Regions from separate parts of the Mus musculus genome. Here regions 1, 2 and 3 are each linked to region 4. The links are chromatin contacts, called in public Hi-C, HiChIP or PLAC-seq and promoter capture Hi-C maps. All regions are on one chromosome and are shown on one strand. Each heading gives the region's core, a stretch centred on a gene start, on an enhancer-like site or on the middle of the called end of the contact. The rest is flanking DNA. Distances are from core to core; before and after follow the strand shown. Region 1 overlaps Gm16619 (predicted gene, 16619). Region 2 overlaps Cd47 (CD47 antigen (Rh-related antigen, integrin-associated signal transducer)). Region 3 has its middle 110 kb from the start of Gm4827. Region 4 overlaps Gm4827 (predicted gene 4827).

Evidence for each region. Promoter capture Hi-C pulls out the DNA fragments that hold promoters and counts their contacts. Hi-C and Micro-C count contacts between places; a contact is called where the count stands out from the background. HiChIP or PLAC-seq counts read pairs in DNA pulled down with a chosen protein or histone mark.
Region 1: a contact with region 4 is called in a promoter capture Hi-C map of pre-B cells. The contact joins two enhancer-like sites. A contact is called at or near these places in 2 of 39 promoter capture datasets (liver and pre-B cells), 3 of 484 Hi-C or Micro-C datasets (Th1 cells, Th2 cells and cortical neurons) and 4 of 9 other capture datasets (adipose tissue, embryonic stem cells, liver and 1 more).
Region 2: a contact with region 4 is called in a BATF HiChIP or PLAC-seq map of CD8 T cells, with 11 read pairs. The contact joins two enhancer-like sites. A contact is called at or near these places in 2 of 15 datasets of contacts at CTCF or cohesin (large pre-B cells and pro-B cells), 21 of 484 Hi-C or Micro-C datasets (B cells, the Ba/F3 cell line, the C2C12 cell line and 14 more), 6 of 115 datasets of contacts at active chromatin or transcription factors (CD8 T cells, bone marrow-derived macrophages, effector CD8 T cells and 3 more) and 2 of 9 other capture datasets (embryonic stem cells and liver).
Region 3: a Hi-C map of the G1E-ER4 cell line shows a contact between it and region 4, with 5 times the contacts expected there. The contact joins two enhancer-like sites. A contact is called at or near these places in 1 of 39 promoter capture datasets (hippocampal neurons), 9 of 484 Hi-C or Micro-C datasets (3T3-L1-derived adipocytes, the G1E-ER4 cell line, the HPC-7 cell line and 6 more) and 1 of 115 datasets of contacts at active chromatin or transcription factors (bone marrow-derived macrophages).

The regions. Positions count from the first base shown.
Region 1 is chr16:49,802,428-49,805,757 of GRCm38.p6, reverse strand. It overlaps Gm16619 (predicted gene, 16619), which reads right to left. Exons shown (of 3, transcript NR_169118.1): 2 at 2,613-2,679; 3 at 878-1,961. Among named protein-coding and RNA genes, the nearest start is that of Gm16619, 3.6 kb to the right of the region's middle. Within about 2 kb of position 1,372, at least 89 of the 459 cell types and tissues checked have an H3K27ac peak or open chromatin away from gene starts, as enhancers often do. A contact at or near this core is called in Th1 cells, adipose tissue, cortical neurons and 1 more, where this site is marked.
Region 2 is chr16:49,874,892-49,878,012 of GRCm38.p6, reverse strand. The region is part of intron 2 of Cd47 (CD47 antigen (Rh-related antigen, integrin-associated signal transducer)); the gene reads right to left. Among named protein-coding and RNA genes, the nearest start is that of Cd47, 21 kb to the right of the region's middle. Within about 2 kb of position 1,707, at least 14 of the 459 cell types and tissues checked have an H3K27ac peak or open chromatin away from gene starts, as enhancers often do. A contact at or near this core is called in B cells, CD8 T cells, bone marrow-derived macrophages and 1 more, where this site is marked.
Region 3 is chr16:50,185,439-50,188,501 of GRCm38.p6, reverse strand. No RefSeq gene overlaps it. Among named protein-coding and RNA genes, the nearest start is that of Gm4827, 110 kb to the right of the region's middle. Within about 2 kb of position 1,256, at least 3 of the 459 cell types and tissues checked have an H3K27ac peak or open chromatin away from gene starts, as enhancers often do. A contact at or near this core is called in the G1E-ER4 cell line, where this site is marked.
Region 4 is chr16:50,044,664-50,047,573 of GRCm38.p6, reverse strand. Gm4827 (predicted gene 4827) reads left to right here. Exons shown (of 4, transcript NR_045935.1): 2 at 1,534-1,808. Among named protein-coding and RNA genes, the nearest start is that of Gm32101, 3.5 kb to the left of the region's middle. Within about 2 kb of position 1,618, at least 139 of the 459 cell types and tissues checked have an H3K27ac peak or open chromatin away from gene starts, as enhancers often do. A contact at or near this core is called in B cells, CD8 T cells, the G1E-ER4 cell line and 6 more, where this site is marked.

The DNA of each region.
Region 1 (3,330 bases), core at 123-2,622, 240 kb after region 4:
TCCAGGTGGGGAGAGAAAGCCGGGTTATAATCAGGAAACATTTTCTGTGTCAGCATTTCCAGCAAATCACTTGTAGAAATTTTTTAGAAGAAAGGGGCCTGATTCTCCAGCACTCCTGTAATTTGTCATGATATAATTTCTCATTCTAAGTAAATATTCAGTTTCATGTCTAGTTTCGTATTTGTAATTCTGCATCTTTTTTCTTAACGAGGGTTCCTATAATTGGTTCAGCATGGCGTCTCACAACATCTGAAGGTGCCTTTGGTTAGGTGGGTCATGGGAACACAGGCTATGCACGGTGAACTGAAAGGCTCGCACTGGCTCCCACTCCTCCCTTTTCCTAAGAATCTTGTCAATGCACTGGGCAAAATGCTGCTGCAGTCAGCGTTGACTTCCACGTCCCCTGATTACTCTGTCCTTGTAAGTGGCTTCTATTTCTTAAGTCACAAGAAAACCAGCTGGAAATACTGCTGTAGAAAGTCGGGGTAGAAAAGCAGAGTATCGTCATGGCCAGACACTCTGCCTTTACACTTGCCTCCACTTGAGAGATCTCTTAGCCTCACCTAAAAACCCTTGGTGCAGGCAATTCATAGAAAGATTTTCCTTTTCTGAAAAACTAGCCAGCTGCCGTTCCTGTTCATTTAAACACCAGGACTTTGTAGAACAATTACATTAGATGATAGTGGTGGAGGAAAGGAAAGAGAAAGGAACATTAGGGTGCTTTATTTGGCCTTTTTAACGGCCCCCTCCTAATTTCTTCTTGTGATGTGTGATATTTGATTTAACCTCAATAATGTTCAAGAAGGGTCTTATCATTTTTAATATCTAGAATTGCCAAGTCTAGCAGCAGAAAAGAGAAGGTAACCAGATATATTTGGATTTCAGATAAACATAAATAATTTTTAATATATGCATTCCCCAAATTGGAATTGACAAGACATATTGAAGTGCTGTGCGTGTTCCCAGGTCATTCTGTCATTCTCACAGTTTGGAGCGGATAAAACCAAAGGCCAGAGCTTTGTAAGAGACACAGATGGTACCCAACCCCAAGGCTTTGCCTTTTAAGCACTGTTTTTAAGGGCCCCCTTACTATATCGTGTGAAATTGTGTAATTTCTCCTCCATCCTTAGGTAAATGAGAAATTAATTGCCCCTTAGAAGAGACCTTCCCAAGTTTTCAAAACAACAAACTCAATGCTGGGAGAGTCCCCAGGAAACTGCATCTAAGAATTTCAACATTGCAGATCAGATTCCTGGGGGAGAAAGCAACAGGGACTCCGCTGGAGCAAGCACTGAGAACTTGTGGCATTCGGAGGAAGAAATTAGAACGGGGCTGAAAGCCTGGAGCTGTTGTCTTGCTCCTGGAAAGCAACTTCCGCTGTGGTCCTGATAGCAAGAGGGAAGGGAGGCTGGGGAGTACCCGACCTTCTCACCTGAGTGTCACTAGAGCCGGAGGCCAACTCACATTTCCCGTCACCTCTGGGGCTGCCGATTTACCTTCTCCTCCCATTCTACACACTGCTGAACTAATTGCCTGCCTAATTGCCAAAACTAATTGCTCTGACGTGCTTTGTTCATCTGCTCCAGTCTCTAGCTGGAGCTTGGGCAGACGGGCTCCCCTGAGGGAAGGATGATTCTTTTTTCTGGGAGACGGAGCTTCAGAACAATGGAGCAGGAACTGTTTTTCTTTTTCTTGTGGATGGAGACCAAGGAAGCTCCTTGCTCACTTCAGGAAGGACAATAGCTCTCAGCAGGGCGGGGCTGCTTCCTGAGTCAGTTAGGCAGCGCAGGCTTCCCAGGGTGTTTCTTTCTCTCCTTTAGAGTTTAGCTTAGAGCTGGTGATTAAAGTCCGGAGACCTAGAAAGGTTAACAGCTTTCCCAAGTCACAAACTCCTTCATGGCAGGGATGTATTCGTGGCTTGTCTTTCTCAATTCCCAGTCCAAGATTTCTATTGTTTTATTCTGTAATTGTTAGAATAATAATAATAACTCTTCTACATTTCCATGCAAACATTTATCAAGCCACTGTTGAGTAACATCTTCTTATTTGTAGTTTGAATTAGATTCATTCATACCCACTGAGTTGTTATGGTTACTAAGCCTTTTCTCTGTGTTATTTATGTCATATCATCTCAAAGGGGTATAAATGAATACTGTAAGTAAGGGGAAATGGAGGCAAAGGAATTTAACAACTTGGCATGTGTATGGGTTCTGATTTATGGACAAACTTGTGAGACCATTTAAGTGTTGAGACTGGAGCAACTCAAAATTAACCAAACAGATTGTGCAATATTGTATAAAGGCCAGATGCATATGTTGTCATGCCTCCATATTGCTGAGATAAGAATAAACAATTACAAGACCAACTTGCAATGAATTCGAGGTGTTATGAAGAATTTCTGTAATTTTCTGCTTAGTGGAAAACCCAGTGGGTTGGAGACATTAGCTGGGTGTATGGCCCTGGGGGAGGGGAGCAGGTGTTTCCCTGCCTCAGTTTCATCAATTCTGCGTGAGGACAATTAGGTTCCATGGTCTGAAGACCCTGCTGCACTGTTCTTCTTAGATGGAGCCTGTCCAAGGTAAAAGCACACAATGTCAGAGGCTCACACTAACCTTCAGGATAGCTCCCCAGTGGCTGTAAATGAGAGTCTTATTGTTTGATGAATGGTCTTCCCCTGCCCTGTAACAAGAATAATAAAAAGCAATGACACTATTGGGTGGAATAAGCATTTTCTCCTCCAGAGGAAACCTATGGACTACACAAATAGTAACTGTTTTGAAGCTCCAAAAACAAATTGTATAAATTGGATTTTGAAGGAAAAGAAAGTTATGATATGGGACAAAGATAGAGGTTTAAAAGTAAAGTAGAAAAAAAGGTTGATAATCTCATTGGCTAAAAAAAAGGATCTATTAAAGGGTAATTATGTGCACTAAGAAAGCACTATATCAAGTGGATTTATAAGGGAATGTTTGGGCACATTTAGAGGAGCGTGGAATGTGGGGGAGGGTATCTTTCTTTTCCTGCAGAGAGAGTTGTCTTTATGAAAACCAAAGGCTTTACAACATTTTTTTTGGGGGTCACTGATTGTCTTGTTAATTCTTTTGGCTGATTTCATAAAGCGTTCATGACCTTTTAACTTCCAAATCATTGGATGAACAAAGAAGCGTGGTAAGATACAGATAAAGATGACCGTGACTCCAGTAGGATGGATGTACAGCCTGTGGTGCTGGAGACTCTAGGATGGGAGGTGATGGAGGTCAGAGGCTGGGGTATTTTTCCTGATCTGTGACATTTGGCAAGTCTATGCCTTCTCCAGGTCTCAGTGTCTTT
Region 2 (3,121 bases), core at 458-2,957, 170 kb after region 4:
ATGATCAGAACTATAAAACTGTTAGCTAATAAATGTGCATTGCTTCAGGCTTCAGCATTTGTGACACTTAAGAACTCTGCTAGCTTCTCGCATCACTATGAACGCAGTTTATAGCACAGTGAGGACAACAGAACGTACAACAGTGTTAATCTGATCTCTAAACGCAAAATCCAGAAATCTTAGGTCGTTAGAGTAACTATTATAGGTTTTCTGTACCATTGCTAATAGGAATATTAATGAGTAATTTTAATTTTCATTATTTACATATTTTTATAAATGTTTTCATAGTTGTTATATCTTATGCTATTTTTTTTTCAAGCCAGGGAAATCCAGGTTAAGGTCCTGGAAGTGTGTTTGACCTTGAACACATTACTTGAATCTCATTTGCTTTCTGTACTGAGAAGAGGTAACACCCACATCGGTGTCCCAGCGTTTTGAGCAAAGCATAGCACACGACATAAATAACACATCTGGGATGCACTCACACAAATGGGAGGCCATTCCCCCCTTGCCATCTCTTCTGTACTCACTAACTAGAACCTTGAAGTAGCATCTTATCATTGAGTCCATACGGCCGGCCTCAGCACCCGGCCGACCCACAATCAGCACCTAACGAATATTTGTCAAAGAGATACCTTATTTCTAGCCCAGAATGCAGTGATGGAGATGGCATCTTCATTTTGCTGCTAAGAAAAATTGAGGACTAAAGACTGAGAGTATGTGACTACTGAATGCACGGCCATAAATGGGACACTGTACCACCATCTGCAAAGCTCAGAAGGGGGAAGAAAAATAATGTAAGAGCCCGAGGACAGGGCTTAGTATTGTGGAATACTGTCTTCCAAGCAGGACAAAGCCATTGTTCTACTGAACGCACAACAACTATGATTACATACACAAGATCTGCCCAAGATTGGAGCTGTCGATGTCCTGTGATGGAGGGGAGAGGGACTCACAAGGTCTCACCCTTCTCTGAGAATCTACAGCCGCTTGACAGTATTAAGAGTTGAAGGAGACATGATTTTAGAGCTTTGTTCGTTTTTGTTTGTTTGTTTTGTGGTATTCTGTTACATCTTTGCACAGCCTCAAGGACTTGACCTAACTGAGATAACAAGAGAACCAAGAAAAGACAAACATGCACAGCCAGCCAGATAGTAAGATATGCTGGGCCCTCTGATGGGAAGACTGCAGCACTCTCGAAGCCCAGCACGCTTACTTTATACAGTTGAATAAGCAGACAAGGATATGACTTACAACTAAACACGGACATTTAGCTAACTTGGATAGCAACAGTCTCCATTAGGGGAGCAGCTTTTAGGCTATAAAATATCAGAGAGAGGGGATAAAGCTATGGTGGGCATTTTCTGCACAGACTACCAGTATCCTCGTGGACCAGGCAAAAAAGGCTTTGCCCTTACTCTGAGCCTCACCCCCCAAGGGGTGACATCACCCTTTGTCATTTTCCTATGGACCCTGATATGGCCATGGGCGTGTCAACAGCCCATACTCATTCAAGACTTTGCCACTCAGGTGTCCACCACTCCTCACAGTATAGACACTGCTAAGTCGTTCCTGCTCTTGTATGTAAGCATCCTCCCCGCAAAACACACACAACACACATACAAACACACAGACACACACACCCAATGTTTCTAAAAGCAACCCTTACAAAAGTCTTTGGATCACATACTCATACTCAAAGAGGATGTGAAAGAAGATGGGGAACTATTTGGAAGGAAGATTGGAGATCAGTGGGAACAGGACAGAGAGGGTAATGGGGGTGAATACAATCAAAATAAATTATACACATGAATGAAAACCACTATTCAATAAACACTAATAACCATTTTAAAGATCCTGAACACAGGGTAAGTTGAGCCTCTTAAGTTTTCCCAGGTTAGAAAATGATGAAGTATAAAACAAAAAGGGGGGAAACAAAAAGCTTTCTCTGAACTCAAGTCCTGAAGCACTGGCCTAGAAACATATGAATGTCACTCAGTGTTTGCACACTGTCAGCTCCTGTGCTCCAAAGCAACAAATGCTCACCATTACCTGTGTTCTACTGAGTGGAATTCAATTACATCCTGGATAATTTCTCTTTCTTGTTTACGCTTACATTTGCACAAAAAGCACAACACAGTAAAAATGATTTGTAATACCTAAATCTCCAAGTCCACAAAACAAACATCATCCTGGTAACAAACACATATTCTTCCCAAAATGATGTTGTATGCCAAGGTTTCTTTTACTGACTCCTTTTCCCACTCAAAATGGCTCCAAGAACAAAGAGTCAACCTACAGGATGGGGGAATACCTTTCGTAACAATGTGCTGACAGGGGATTATCGCCGAAATCCTACAAAGAACTCCAAAAATTAAACACCAATTCATCTGGTCAACAACTGAACAGAGTTCTCAGAAAGAAATCATCCAGTTAGCAAATCATCCCAAGGCAACCACTTAACAAGTGAGCTTGAGACCCGAACGGTTTTCAGAGGGAGAAAGACAAAGAAATGAAAGAACACGTGAAGAAATGTTAAACATCCTTAGCTTTGAGATTCCATCTCATTCTAGCCAGAATGCCTAGCATTAGGAAAACAGACAATAAATACTGCTAAGGATGTATGGAAAGTGGAGCCTTTACACACACAATGGAAATCAGTAAAGATGTCCCTCCAAAAACTAAAAGTAGAACTACGACACGCTCTATCTATGAGTCCTCAGTAAACCTGAGGGATTCTTATATTGCTGCACTACTCACAATAACCAAGGCAAGAAAATAGCCCGCATGGCCATCAACAGAGAAAAAAATATGGTATATACACACAATGGAGTTTTATTCAGCTATAAGAATAAAATTATGACAGCTTCGGGAAATTAGAACTGGGGGTCATTGTGGTAAGTAAAACAAGCCATCCTCACCTGTCCCTCTTGTTTTACATACATTTACACATATGTAAATGATTAAGTGTTTGTATGTAAAACATGCAAATAGAAGACCTTGAGAAGGTTCTGTAGGTCTAAAGCAAACAGAGACAGAAACAGGATGATGGGCTACATGGGACATCAAAGCTGATGTAAAGATGAGTTGTAGGGGTTAAGGTCAGGGGAGGGCAGTAAGG
Region 3 (3,063 bases), core at 7-2,506, 140 kb before region 4:
TTTACCCAGCTCTGACTGACAAATGTGTGATAAGACTTTTGGGGTGAGGCCTGTGACGACTATCCAGGGCATGAGACGCCTCTCCTGACAGTCCGGACTGAGGGTGTTATGGAGGGATGCCCTCATTCTTCCTGTTCTCTGCTGTCCTTTCTATCTCAGTCCTGAGTCATGCATTACCACTGGAATCCAAGAACTTCAGTTATTAAATTTCTCTTGAAATAAGTTATGGTAAAACTTTCCCTTTCTGTTGACATTTTCCCTCACTGAAAAAAAGAAAACATAAGTTTGTTGTTTTGTTGTTTGTTGCTTTAATGTGGTTGCAAAAGACTTAGGAATCCCAGTCTACAATGATTCTTAAAGCAAAAGTTTTTCGTGAGAGACGCTACCTGTTGGTGTGTGTTGTCCCCACTACATTTTGGTTCTAGTTTGAATGGGAGCCTTTCCTTGCACATGCTTAGCCTTTAAAGACTCTGCCGCAGAAAGTGCCTATTCTCCTTGACACTGGGACTGTTTCACTTAGTGGATACAGAAGATTTTGTAGCTGCTTTGGAAAGTAAATGCTCACTTTAGTTTGACCAAAGAAGAAAATCCCCTGTGGGGATTGATACAGGAGGTTTCTTGAATTTCAGAACCATCTGCGGTTAAGAAGCAAGATCATCTCTCTTACATATGCAAACCACACTGTAATTTATGTATGACTTCATTTTTTAAAAATGCGGAAATTTAAAGGGTTTAATTTGAAGTTCATCAAGCACCTGTCCTTGTCTCCTTCCTCCTCCCAGAAGACTCCGTTCAGTTAAGCCTTTGCTTCCTCTCCTCACTTTCCAAAGACCTGGTGTAGGGAGCAGATGAGCCTGCAGTGAATGTGGGTTGTTGACTTGAGTGCAGCCGTGTCAAAGACACCATCACCTCAGACTGGCAAAACCACCTCTGCCAAGCTCAGGGGAATGGAAGCACCTTTCAATGGATAGGGTACAGATGGGAGTAGTTGATCTTTAAAGTCAGTAAATGCAGAAAGTGCAACCACAGCCGCCTCTGCCTCTTCGTGGATGACTGCAGTCAGATAGCTCCTCTACAGCAACTGCTACTGAGATTAGCTTTCCCCCCTCCTTATCCCCACTGTGTATCATAAATGGTGACTTTCCCTGCTGCTGCTGCTGGCGCATCTACACCCAAGCAAATGGCCCACCTGATCTCAGCTTTACCTTGCTGTAGCTCATTTCTTCATTCCCCATCACCCCAAAGTCCAAAGCTGTGCAGATCAGGGCAAGCAGCATTTGACCATGGGGAACTTGCCTCAGTCAAGGGAACACTCCCATGAGAAGGTCACAAAAAGGTAATGGGAAGCATGTTTCTGTGCATCCGGTATAAAATGAGTGGAATCTAGAGAGGGGCGGTTTCTGACAGATTTTGAGGAAGAAGTAAGGTGAAAAAAAAAAGATAAAGAAAAAAACCCAGCTTCCCAATTCTTAGTCTATGTTTCAGGAGACAATTCTTTGGTTTCTAGGAAAAGAGACAGTAAATTTGGCTACTTGGAAAAAAAAAAAGAATTAAGGGATAGATACATCACTGAAGCGTTCAGATCTCGTCATATATGTGAGTCCGTAGATTAGAGACCATTTCCTTCTGAAAGGGTAAGGGACTGCAGCCTGGTACCCTTGTCTCTCTGGAAATGAAGGACTGATCCCTTATCTCTGAGAGACAGCCACAGATAGTGGTGGGGACCACAGCTGCAACTTCAGCAGCCACCCCTGGAACCGGCAGAGACAGACAAATTTGATTGATGTGTCGTACGTGCTCTGACCAGCCTGATGCCTTGGCTGCTGATACTCAGTGACCTTGTTACAAGGATGGAGTCACACCACCTCTGGTAAGATTCCACCTTGGATCTTGGCCACTGTGACATTTAAGGTGACCTAAAACTTTACAACAAACCTTGTTTAGATAGAAGAGATTTGGGGGGTAAAGAGAATAATTGTTTTAACTGCTTATGTTTGAGTGTTGTGATCCACAGAATCCAAACCAAATGCTACATGTTCAACTACTAGGGGCAGTTAACCATATGTGTCTCTCCTTTATAACCCCTTGCTCTTAAGACCTGTAGAGTGGCAGCCTTGCTATAGGAAGGTATCCATGCAAAAGATGAAAATAAATAAATAAGTAAATAAAAACAACTATTAGGATTTGAGACCTCCGCAGTATACAATACCTCCTGCCTCTAAAGGGAAAATGTAGAACACATAAGGTTGAATAGGTCCCTGTCTATGCTCCCTGGAGACATTGCTTGTTTGAGATCTCTCATACCTACAATGTTAGCAGCGCTGATGTTACCCCAGTGTTCCTCTAATGGCTCCACAGGAGGTAATAATAATGCAAGCTTTTGGCATGAACCTGAGGTTGAGCTAAGCAAAGAACCTTATCATAAGAAACTGGAAATTCGACATCTGTTACCAACCTGTTTAATGTCGGTTGGTCAAGTGAAGTCAGTGTGGATAAAGGAGGATTGCAGGCCTGTATCCAACAATGCTGTGCTGTCTTGCTGATTCCATGAATATTAGCAAAAGCCCCAGTGTCCTCCATTACCTGATTAGATTGTAAACTCACTGGCTGTGTTACTTCCACATATTCCTATATTCTGTCAACTAGGCTTCCTTTCAGTACCTATTAATATTTCTTATCCATGGTACTCAGACCAAGGCCTCTGGGTTACAAAAAAAAGGGGGGTGGGATTTGTTAATCCAGTTTTTAAAAGCACTAGGAATGATTATAGCTGAAGTGGTAGCTTGTCTCAGGTCCTGTGTGTGTGTGTGTGTGGAAGACCAAGGCTGATGCAGCAGAGAAGACAGCTATGATCAAACAAGTCCCCAGGCCTACCCATTTTGTCCTCTTGACCATCTTGACTTGAAGGCAGAGCAGCTGACTCTTGGACATCCAGCCTTTCCTTGTAGGATACTTTGGAACTGAAATCAGATCAAGAATTTTTGTTCTTTATATGGGCATTTATCCATGTGAATTACTTTTGGGGGGTTTTGCTTTCACTCCTACCCACACATTCAATACTCC
Region 4 (2,910 bases), core at 369-2,868:
CACATCCGCAGTCTAGAGCAGAGAGAAATAAATTCACCTGTGCTTGCTTGCTTTACTCTAATACAGCCCAGGACTCAACCCCAGAGACACTGCATACAGCGGGCCGGTTGGCTGGGTCTTTCCACACCAATTAATCTAAGAAAGAAAAAAGCCCCTCCTAGGCATGCCCACAGGCTAGCCTGATCTAGGCAATCCCTCACAGAATCAACAAGGATTCTGTCCCTTTCTAGGTACTCCACTTTAGGCAAAGACTGTAGCCTGCTTCTTAAGCTCTAAAATGAGTTAATAATAGAATCTGATAGGTTTTCTTGAGGATTTAATGAGGTAATGAATGTAATTATAATGGCAAGCACAATGCCTGACCTGAAACAGATGCTTGGCAGCCACTAGCTCTTACGAATAATGTTTTATTCAATCAGGAAAGGCAGGTCTAAATGCTGAGGAAGCTCAGGGCGAGGTGGGAACGTCTGGAGAGGTATGCATTCTGTTTCTGGTGGGGTTTTTTCCTTGCTTTACTTAATACAGCCTAGGACCCAAATGCCAGAGAATAGTACTGTGTACACCGAGCTGGGTCTTTCCATTTAACCTAAGTAGGAAAAAAGCCCCTCCAGGCATGCCCATAGGCTAGCCTGATCTAGATCAGCCTAACCTGATCATAGCTGGCACCCCCACACATTGTATCCAATACTCCATGATTCAAAAGGTAATGAACGAGAAAGTGGTGGGCTTCAATTCCCAACCCTATTAATACCACAAGATTTGAGCTACATAAACCACTAGTATGAAATTGCTGGTATTCATTAAACCTTGACAATATGAATTATGTTTAGAAATAATGAATACACACACATATATAGTGTTTTGTTTGTTTTGGCTGTTTTGAGACAGGGTCTCAGTTTCTAGCCTAGGCTGGCCTGAAATAATATATTTTTAAATTAAGTCACTTGCCTGGAGGTCGGCCTCGTACTGGCATTTAGTGACATCTCAGTAAAGGCAGGGCATAGGCAGTATGAACTTTTTACACCGTGATTGTTTCACAGGAGTGACAACTGCGAGAACTTCTCATTCCCTTCGTCTGCCCTCACTGTTTCACCAGGTTTGGGTAGGAAGCACATGCCTGGTGTTCTGTGGAAGTGGTGGAGTGGGAGGAGGTTAACTGCAAGCTTTATCTCTCTCTGCTGCCAGTCGTCCAATTCTATGCTTTTCTCTGACTTTCATCAGTGATGAGGTCATCCCAGCGCGAGAAAAGCAAACTCCTATCTTTCAGATTCGATGAAGGCTAGCATTGTTTAGTCTGCATAAATAGAGGCCAGACCCATAGAGCCCAGGAGGCAAGCGGCTCGCCCTCTAGCGGTTTCACTGGCTAATGCCGGTCACTCACCGGAGCACTGACAGGAAGGCGGGAGCGTGAGGGCTAAAATGTAAGTTAAAATTAGATCAATAGTCAGCTTGGCTGTCTCAATCAATGCTTCGCAGGGAGAGCATACAACCATCTATTTATAAGCTAAACCCGGTATTATCTTCCTCTTTTAGGACGCAGAGATCCATTACTGCGCGCGGCAGGGGAGAGGATGCTGCGCGGAGGTTCCTGCCACTTTACAGCTCACTGGCTCGCGCTACCTCACCAGCCTGGGATGGGACGCTGCTGAAAGACCAGCCTAGCCTTCGGCTCTTCTCTCTGCGCAGGACCTTAGGGTCCCGTGCCCCTGCTGTGTCCCCTAACCACTCACTCTCGCCAATCCCGTGCAGCAATCGACCGCATCCTAAGTTTTAAATTGACAAGGTCAAATAGGGAACCTAGTGCATGGGTGAGTTTGCGGAGGGGTATAGGGCAAATGCATTAAAAATAACAGAACTCAAGGGCCCTCCTACAGAAACAGGCCACACATCAGCTGGATTCTAAACACAGGCTTGACTGCCCTTTTAAAAGGTTTTCCAACTAGCTCCCCCACTGACCTGAATTATTCATCCTTGCTCAGGCAAATGTTGCTGTCAATAACTGGGGTTCCTCCTCCTCCTCCTCCTCCTCCTCCTCCTCCTCCTCCTCCTCCTCCTCCTCCTCCTCCTCCCCATCAAAACAGGAATAGATATAGATTTGTGTAGCAGGCCAGTGAAGTTCTTAAGTTAAGGTCTGGGAGAGGTGGAACTCCACTAGCCCCAGTCTGCCCCCCGGGAAGGTATCTCTGATACACAAAATAGATCTACAGGAAGCTATTGTGTTGCTGTGGTTAAACTGCAGTTTTTCAAATGAGAGAGAGAGAGAGAGAGAAAAAAAAAACAGAGACAGAAGGGGGGGGAGAGACAGAGAGAGACAGAGAGACAGAGAGACAGAGACAGAGAGAGACAGAGACAGAGAGAGACACACACAGACAGACAGAGGGAGAGGAGGGACAGGGACAGAGAAAGAGAAAGGAATTTGATTTGGCGCCCTCACAATGCAAGATCAAACCATAATTTTTCAGAAAAAAAAACTTGTATCATATATATATATATATATATATATAATATTCTAACTTTTGTTTTTCTGTATCTGGAATTTTTCTTTCATAAGCATGCACTATTTTTATGATAGAAAAACTTTAAAGGCCTAAAGAACTTTAATATTAGCATAAATGTACATTAAGTATATTTTTAGAGTGGATCTATTAGCTGCTATATCATTTGACATAAAAGGCTTTTGAACTAAAGATAGGAACTGTTGTATTCTTTATTTAGAAATAGTATCTTCCATCCCCTTCCAATTCTTGTTGGCTTACCTCCAAAATAGTCTGCATCTGTCGCTTCCTCGCCATCTTTGCAGCTCCTCTCGGGGACAAGCCACCATTCATCAGCTTTCACCTGGATACCCAAAATATCTTGTCGGCAGTTTCTTACTGCCACCTTTCCCCAAAGAGGGGCTTCACTTGCCAC